Linked DNA regions of Hordeum vulgare: regions 1 and 3 are each linked to region 2. The links are chromatin contacts, called in public Hi-C maps. All regions are on one chromosome and are shown on one strand. Each heading gives the region's core, a stretch centred on a gene start, on an enhancer-like site or on the middle of the called end of the contact. The rest is flanking DNA. Distances are from core to core; before and after follow the strand shown. Region 1 has its middle 67 kb from the start of LOC123411280. Region 2 has its middle 100 kb from the start of LOC123437802. Region 3 holds the start of LOC123411287 (NEP1-interacting protein-like 1).

What was found. Hi-C and Micro-C count contacts between places; a contact is called where the count stands out from the background.
Region 1: a Hi-C map of leaf shows a contact between it and region 2, with 1.9 times the contacts expected there. The contact joins two enhancer-like sites. A contact is called at or near these places in 3 of 6 Hi-C or Micro-C datasets (leaf and seedling).
Region 3: a contact with region 2 is called in a Hi-C map of leaf, with 3 times the contacts expected there. The contact joins the promoter of LOC123411287 here to the enhancer-like site in region 2. A contact is called at or near these places in 2 of 6 Hi-C or Micro-C datasets (leaf and seedling).

What each region holds. Positions count from the first base shown.
Region 1 is chr1H:368,856,761-368,859,460 of MorexV3_pseudomolecules_assembly, forward strand. No RefSeq gene overlaps it. Among protein-coding and RNA genes, the nearest start is that of LOC123411280, 67 kb to the left of the region's middle. Within about 2 kb of position 1,336, at least 3 of the 3 cell types and tissues checked have open chromatin away from gene starts, as enhancers often do. A contact at or near this core is called in leaf and seedling, where this site is marked.
Region 2 is chr1H:369,063,816-369,066,515 of MorexV3_pseudomolecules_assembly, forward strand. It overlaps the pseudogene LOC123437770. Among protein-coding and RNA genes, the nearest start is that of LOC123437802, 100 kb to the right of the region's middle. Within about 2 kb of position 1,411, at least 3 of the 3 cell types and tissues checked have open chromatin away from gene starts, as enhancers often do. A contact at or near this core is called in leaf and seedling, where this site is marked.
Region 3 is chr1H:368,934,870-368,937,569 of MorexV3_pseudomolecules_assembly, forward strand. LOC123411287 (NEP1-interacting protein-like 1) reads left to right here and starts at 1,450. Exons shown (of 3, transcript XM_045104220.1): 1 at 1,450-1,914; 2 at 2,275-2,358. The coding sequence starts at 1,591.

The DNA.
Region 1 (2,700 bases), core at 86-2,585, 210 kb before region 2:
TACCCCCTAAAAGCACGTCTTAGAGCTTCTACAACCGGACGTCTCAAACAGCCTCTCATATGTTCATGAGCTGTTCGCAAACCCTCGTATTGAGGACAAATATATGAAGGATTTGAGGACTCGCCGACATGCAAGGGCGTGCCCGTTCAGTCCGTCACGTAGAACGCGATCCCATCCGGTCCATCTTTTTTCAATTTATTATTTTTTTTTCTCTCTTCCTCTTCATAAATCAAGTGCAAGTGACCTGGCATGTAAAAAAGAAAATGAAGAGTGTGTCTGCATCTACGTACAAATAGGGGCCTTTAGAGTATCTACAACAGAAACTTGCAAATTTTGGCTCTCAAACGTCCGCGGACGTACTTGCGAACAATGATCGGCCATGCCTCAAAATTTTCCATTTGCAACTACGCACCCTATTTTCGAAATATCAAATACATGCAAAGACATGCATGTCCATCATAACGTCCATGTTGGACCGGCAGGACACCGAAATACTTAAAGATTTTTATATCTGTATTGATTCGATGGGTTTCGGATGTTTTTAGTCCCAAGCTTCACTCCTCGTTGTACCATTTGTGAAGTGTATGGACTGTGACTACGAATCTTCTATGCTTATGACATAGAAGATTCGGGGACTCGGTCTATCTCCTTCATAAATGAAACAATGATGTTTGCACGACTTTTTTTCACTCACAAAATATGTTATGATTGTTTTTTTTAATCAACGTACATGAATGAGATGAATTTGACACAACGAGATTTAATCCATCTATGTAATTAACAGATAAGTTTGTTTCTATTGGACGATACGGGCTAGAATATCTTCTCTTCGGATGGCTGCAGGTGTGACTATAATGAAATGGAATGTAGTACGCGGTCGGGCAGGCGCCATCATATCGTCCCTACATTTAACCTCGATTTGAGGAATGTTGGTCAGTCCAGTCGTATAGGAACCAAATGAGATCTGATTGGATCATTTTCTTACTGGGTATCAAGCGGACGTTTTGGACCTTTAGGGAGGAAGCGGGTGGTCCGTCTGTAGATTCACTTAGGGTCATATTGCTAAGTCTTGATGTAGATGCTCTTATATTTGAAATCATATGAAGTACTATACAGTACTGTCTTGTATAGGAGGTGGTGTCAATTAATCCGGAGCGAGGGAGTACTAGATTTGAGTATGTATTTGCAGGCAACACCGCAACGTTATCAGACGTGTGAGCCCATCGTGGTCGGCGTCGCTTTCAGCTCGGCAAGATAATGAATCTACCGACAGAGACGCCTATCAATTTCCTCCCGTCGCGCTGCACTCTATGACCGGGCTCCCGCGCCATACTTCGGAAAACCACCGTGCTAGCTGGCCCTGCTCCCTCATACCGAATCCACTGTCAAGCGTGTAGTGCCTGTGCCTATCTCGACTCAAACTCCGCCGGAGATGTGCACCCATGCCCCTTCATTTATAAATCGGCCACTGGTTACTTTCAAAAGCAAAAAAATGATTAGGCCACTGGTTCGGTTCATCCCCTTGTGTGTTTTGCTTTGTTGTCACGCCATGAATAGTTGAGCTGTAGCCCACTGGTTTGTTCTCCTATTGGGGTTAAGGAACAGTGTGGACGTGTGGTGATCGATGCTCCGAGCATCGACTGACACGCGAGCTTTTCACGAATTATACTTTCTTCATTTCAAAATAACTATTTCAATTATATACTAACTTTAATATAAAGTTATACTAAGCTTAAGATATTTATTTTAAGATGAAAGGAGTATATGTGAGGTCGGACAGCCCTCGCGGTTTGCCCGGATTTACCTATTGAAATGGTTTCCTTCAACCGTGTTTCACCCGGCACTGTTCCGCTGATAGTGCTTGAACTAGCAAAACAAAGTAATCTAGACTTGCGGGCGAGGCTAGTGTAGCCGAGAGCTATCGGGTTTCACGGGTTTATGCCTGGCTGATTTTCAACACCCCTACACACATGTAGATTGGGCGTTGCTACGGGTCGGTTGACCAGGGCCAACCTCAATCAGTGGCCTTCGGCACTGTCGGATCAACCCTCGCATAGCCTGTTGTTGCGGGCCTGTATGGACTGTGATTGTATTTGTTATATATTGACATATTATTTTGCCACATTTATCTTACTTACGATGTTAAATAATTAGTCATACTTCGGTTTTGCTTCAGGAAATCTTGTCATACTTTTTTGTATCTATTACATGTGGGACTAAGTGCTAGTAAGAAAATATTGTCTTAATTGTGGCAAGAACCAAACACACACCTAACTTTGTCAAATTTGTCTAAATTAAGGTGTAGGGAATCTTGTCATATTTTTTATATCTATGACATGTGAGGCTTAGTGCTAATAACAAAAATCTTAACTTAGTTGTGGCAAGAACCAAACACACATTTAAGTTGGTCAAACTTATCTAAGTTGTGGCAAGTTGTGGCTTGGAACCAAACAACCCCGCACTTTCCCCCATGGTCACCGGTCATAAAAATTAGGATCTTCGTATGTCGTTGATACCTTCTTCCCTCCAGCGTGCCCTTCTCTTCAGCGCATTTCCTGGTCGGAGTAGCATCGGCTGCCTTGCCGTAGTGCACATTGTCGGCCTCGTGGCATTACCCGGTCGATGTTGCAGCACCATCGCAACTCTGGTCGCACACAGTTGCAGCTCTGCCATGTCGCGGTCATAGCATCGGTGCTCATT
Region 2 (2,700 bases), core at 161-2,660:
GGTTTTACCTTGACAGAGAGCTTTTCTTCGACATACTTGCAAGCCTCACGCATAGCGAGCTGGTAGAATATGAAGGCAAAAAAATGTAAGAGATAATGTGACTTCAGAATGTTCAATCAAATAAAAATGGTAATGCTGCTAAAATAAAAAATACAGGGCTCACCCTGTAGCCACTAATAATTGAGGTCGGATGGATTTTATTCCTCACAAGTTCATTGGCGCTCTGGTAAAGAAAAGCAGAACGTCGTAAATTTGTATGCATAATGCTTGGGAAATTCATAGCGAAAAAAAGGCTGCCGCTAAAGCTCCATTTCATACCTTGAGCAACTCTGCAGCTATGATGACAACAGATGTTGTTCCATCACCAACCTCCCGGTCTTGGAGCTCGGCCAACTCAAAAAGAATCTAACAATGAATGGACCCCCGAAAGGATAAGCACGAAGCAGCAACAGAAGCAAAATAAAAATGGGAAGCTTTGGCTAACAGGCATCACCTTTGCTGCTGGGTGCTCGACTTCCAACATCCTCAAAATGGTTGCTCCATCATTTGTGTTGTAACATCACCAATATCATCCACCAGCATCTGTAGATACGCTAAATTAGTTCATTCCGACAATATCTTTTTCCTTTTGGAAACGTTCGAGCCATGATTTTTTTTTTCAAAATTACGGAGGATGCGCTACCATCTAACTTCACTGTTCGTTATCAGATTATTACAGAATGCACATGTTGCATCTTCATCATCACTGGTAACCAAGTTTGCGGGTGAACTACATCCACACCAAACAAGCAACTCCTGCACCCCCATTCTAAGTTTCTAACACGCAGATCATAACTTCGGATCCTAGTCATAAAGCAGCAAGCAATGCGCAACCAAGTGCAGTAGATCGAAGGTAAAATCACATACCTTATCGAGCCCGACGGGCCCGAGCGATGATTTGACGATGTTGGCCACCGCCTGGCACCCCACCACTGCAATCACAGAAGCACGAAACGCAAATTAAACACGCGCGCGCGCTCGGAGTAGATCTTATTGACCCCGCTCTACTCCGCGGAATATGGCGCTGATGAGTAGGGCTGAGCACGAGACGAGGAGTGTTACCGTTCTGCGTGCGGACGTCCTGGCCGGACTGGCGCTCGCCCAGGATGTCGGGGGTCTGTGCCGTGATCGCCATGGCGGCGGCGGCGGCGAGGTGGAGAGTGAGGACTGAGGAGGCAGCACTGGAGGGCTCGAGGCGGTGCTCGGCGATGGAGAATGGGTTTTCTCTGCTGCGGTTTGCGTGGGAGCAATGGAGTTAGGGTTCAACCTTCTCTCGGCTGGGCAATCTCCTCGACTGCAAAGTTGTCACGCCTACAGTTCAGGTATCTGAACCTGAACATTCAGCCACTAGAGTGCAGCAGCGCACTTGGACCTTGGGCCGTGTCTTCCTGCGAGAGCCCGTACTACTTAAGCGTGATGGGATTTACCAGTAGACTGTCCGTGTTTGTCTCAAAAAATAATAGACTGTCCGCGCGCTTGCCACGGATCAGCAAATGAATTTGTAACAATATACTACTTATTTTTTTTTTCAAAAACAAACATGTAGTACGGAATATTCAACCACAATACAAATACAAACATTCTTTTCTGTCTATTCTTACAAACACCACACATTTCTCTATCCGTTATTTCTCCATGATTGAACTTGTCGTCAATCATCTTCTCTCCATACATCATTAAGGGCATGTACAATGGTGCTACCTTAGCAGCTAAGATGGAGGAGAGAGAAACTGAAAAGGAGGTCTTGCGTTCTCTTAATTAAGCGATCACATCTTAGCCCGGTTTTGACGCGAACGGCCACAGCCGGATCCTTCTCGTTGCCTCACATGATTTTCTTCTTCTTGGCGCGCCTTTGTTTCCTCTCGTCCAGCCTGCGCGCCAAATTTTTCATCGCCATCCTGCTGCCCCCTAGAAGTAACCTAGGGCCGCTGCCCCCATAAATCCACAGCCGCAGCTGCAGCGACAAACTCCATCGTCCATCCGTGCGTCCTGCAGATTTGAGCACCGACATGGCTGGCCATGGGAGGAAGAAAGCAGCATCCCCATCGTAGGTGATGCAGGGACCTGGCGTACAAGCCCCAAGGTATGCCATCCCTCCCCTGCCGATGGGGCGGCCTGAAGCTGCCACAGAAGCCGTAGCAGCAGAAGCTTGGTTGGCTGGGCATGTTGCTGCTAGATCTGATTCCTCCCTTCAAGTTGATTGGTAAGGTTGACCGTCCTGTAGTTAATCTTTGACATGTGTTCATACAAGTAGCCTCTTGATTAATCATTATATCTGGACATTCAGTAGATCTTCCATCACAATTTGTGCAGTTTTATTTTTTATCATTCCAATGCTTTAATCTTTTATGAGAGTTAAGCTCGTGTCAGATCTTGTACGTATTCAGTTTTTGTTAGTTCAATTTCTGCACTTATGGACTAAGTATTTTAAGATTTATTTTTTCATAACCATATGCATACTATTGTTCTGAAGATGGTTTCAAGAAACTAATCCAGATGCAAGTAGTTCTAAAGATGGTAATCTAATGTTTGAGTGTATACATTCTTTTAGGGGAAATGGTGTGTACCCACCTGGTGGTTTTGTAAATTATTTGTGCAATCCATCGAGCGTCATCCTTCCACAAGAAATTCCTCGGCAACCAGCAATGTCACCTGATGCCA
Region 3 (2,700 bases), core at 200-2,699, 130 kb before region 2:
TAAAAGTGACATCCACTACTTGAACCATCTATGCATCATCAGCACTACTCGATGATCAGTGTTGGATCATTTTAAAATTTCCTTCAGTTCATCCTTAGTCAGAATATCTCGATAGCAAATGCTCATCAGTTCTAGCCTGACCTCTTCTGCGCCGGGAGGAACAGAGAATTGCTCGATCGGTGGCAATGGGTCGCCATCGACCATCTCGCCGCACTTCTGTCCGTCGTAGATGCCACTATCATCCACGAGCGCATGTTGGCCGTCCTCGTCCTCCAGGTTGGCACCATCCACCTTCATGCCCCTCACGGCGAGCGCGTGCAGCAGTTCGGTGAGCTGTTGCACCTTGTCGGTCAGCTTGTTCACCTTGTCGACCAACGCATGCACGACGTGCTCAAGTGCGTGGACGCCACCGTCCTTCAGGTGCATGCTGCACTCCGCGAACGCGCCGCCTTCCACGACTGCGTCGCCGTCCGTGGGCGCACTGCCTTCCATGACTGCGTCGCCATCCGCGAGCGGCAGGAGGCCACTATCCGCAGACACGCTGCCTTCCATGACTGCGTCGCCGTCCGCGAGCGGGAGCACGACGCCGTCCGCGAGGGCGCTGCCCTCTGCGAGCGAGAGAACACCACTGCTCGTGAGCGCACCGCCTGTGGGGAGCACGCCTCCGTACACGAGCTCGCTGTCGTCCACGTCGAGCAAGCTGTCTTCCGCGAGCAAACTTTCATGCATGGACTCACTATGCTCTACAGGTTGGCTGTCCTCCCACAACCATGATGGGTGGATTTCATCCATAGAAATGGAGGGGATGTAGAGGAGAAGGGAGAGTGAGATGTGGAGAATGGGAGGGTGAGATGAGACCCGTGGGAAGGAGAGGAAGAGGTAGGCAGCTGGTTTCCTTGGGAAGAGGCGGTGGCTGCGGCGCTGTACATGGAAAAGAGGCGTTGGCTGTGCATGGGAAAGAGACATGCAATAATTGGAAAGGAGGGGTAAAGTTGGAAACAACAGCCAAGAAAAGCTAGTACGCAGAGCATTGAGGGAAAAATCAACTTTTCTTAAACGCAAAGAAAAAAGGACCGGAGGGAGTACTGGGGACTGAATTTACCAAGTCCGGATGTAGAAGCTCTAACCTAGAAGAAACCTACGTCTACAGAATCACCCATCTTAATTCATCTAGGTCCCAGCCTCCCAGGATACCGTGACTGCCGCAAACGATGGGGTCGAGTGCTGCTAAGCTGAATAAACAAGCTACACAGAGGCACGAGCTCGTGCACTAGACCCACCGAAACAGAGCCGAGAACACAAGCGGCCCACGCCACGCCGCAGCCGCAGCCGCAGCGAGGACAGGACAAAATCAAAACCAGTGGCGGCCTCACCACCGGACCCGACCACAGATTTCCTCTCACGTTCCCGCGCCGCTATTTATACACACGACCCCGCTCTCCTCGTCTCCACTACCATCCTACTCACCATCACGCACCATTCCCTCTTCTCCCCTCCGCGCCACCGGCGTGCGTGCGTGCGTGCGTCGTCAGTTCGCTCCAGCTCAGTTGAGTTCAACATCCGGCTTCTCGGTTCGGTCTCCCTCCCGCGATGGACACGTCGGCGTCCCCTGGTCCCAGCTCGTCCGCGCCGGAGCCCCGGCAATGGCCCGGCGGTCGCCCAGGGCTGGGGTCCGTGGCGCTTGAGCTGGCCTGCAAGGTGCTCTGCGTCGTGGCGACCTGCGCCTTCGCGGCCGTGGGGTCGCTGGTCGGTGCGGTGTCGGGGTCGGTGATCGGGCTGGCGACGGAGAGCGGGGTGGTGCGCGGCGCCGGCATCGGCGCCATCTCCGGCGCCGTCTTCTCCATCGAGGTCGCTGAGTCGTCGCGGGACCTCTGGCACACCAGCGACTCCGCCGTCTGGAGCGTCCTCTTCATGGTACGTATATCACTGCATTGCCACCTACCCTTCTCCATTATATACCCACGGAATGGAGCAGTTTCTCGCACGATGCGACGCGATCGCCTCCGAGACGAGGCGAGTTTTGCAGAATTCAGAGCACTCCGCTGCCCTGTTTCTGTAAACGCGATTGAATTTCATGGTATGCATGGGCTATGTTATTGATCATAATAAAAACATCAAAATGATGTCGACTCTCGACTCTCCGAATCGAATCTGTACTTTGTTATTGACGAGGCTACCACTGTTCAGCATTTGTCAGTGACGCACGTCGAGGTACATGGAGTTATGGAGAGTGGCTTATTACTGACCGTGTTTGTACTACTGTACGACGTGCAGGTGGACATCGTCCTCAGCCTGCTGAGCGGGAGGCTGGTCCGCGAGAAGGTGGGGCCGGCGGTGCAGAGCGCCGTGCAGAGTCAGGTAGAGCCTCGACCTCAGCCCGAACGAAAATCATGGCGCACCATGCTTGATTTAAATACCAGTATTTAATAAGGCTCTTTACGACGCGCGAGTGATCAACCACTCCAATTAATTAACCAATCTCCCTCAGCATACATACTTACTCCACCATCATGAGGTGACTGTCACTCTGTCAGTGATAGCTCATATGCATTGTCTAGTGGAGTAGTATGTAGTAGTACAAGCTATTGCTATCTTCAGACACAAGGATTTCTTGTGAGGAAATCCATGCACAAGAGAAGACAGCAACCTAAAAAGGGCTTCTCTTTTGGTAACAAACATGGGTGGTTACAAAGGTGCTAT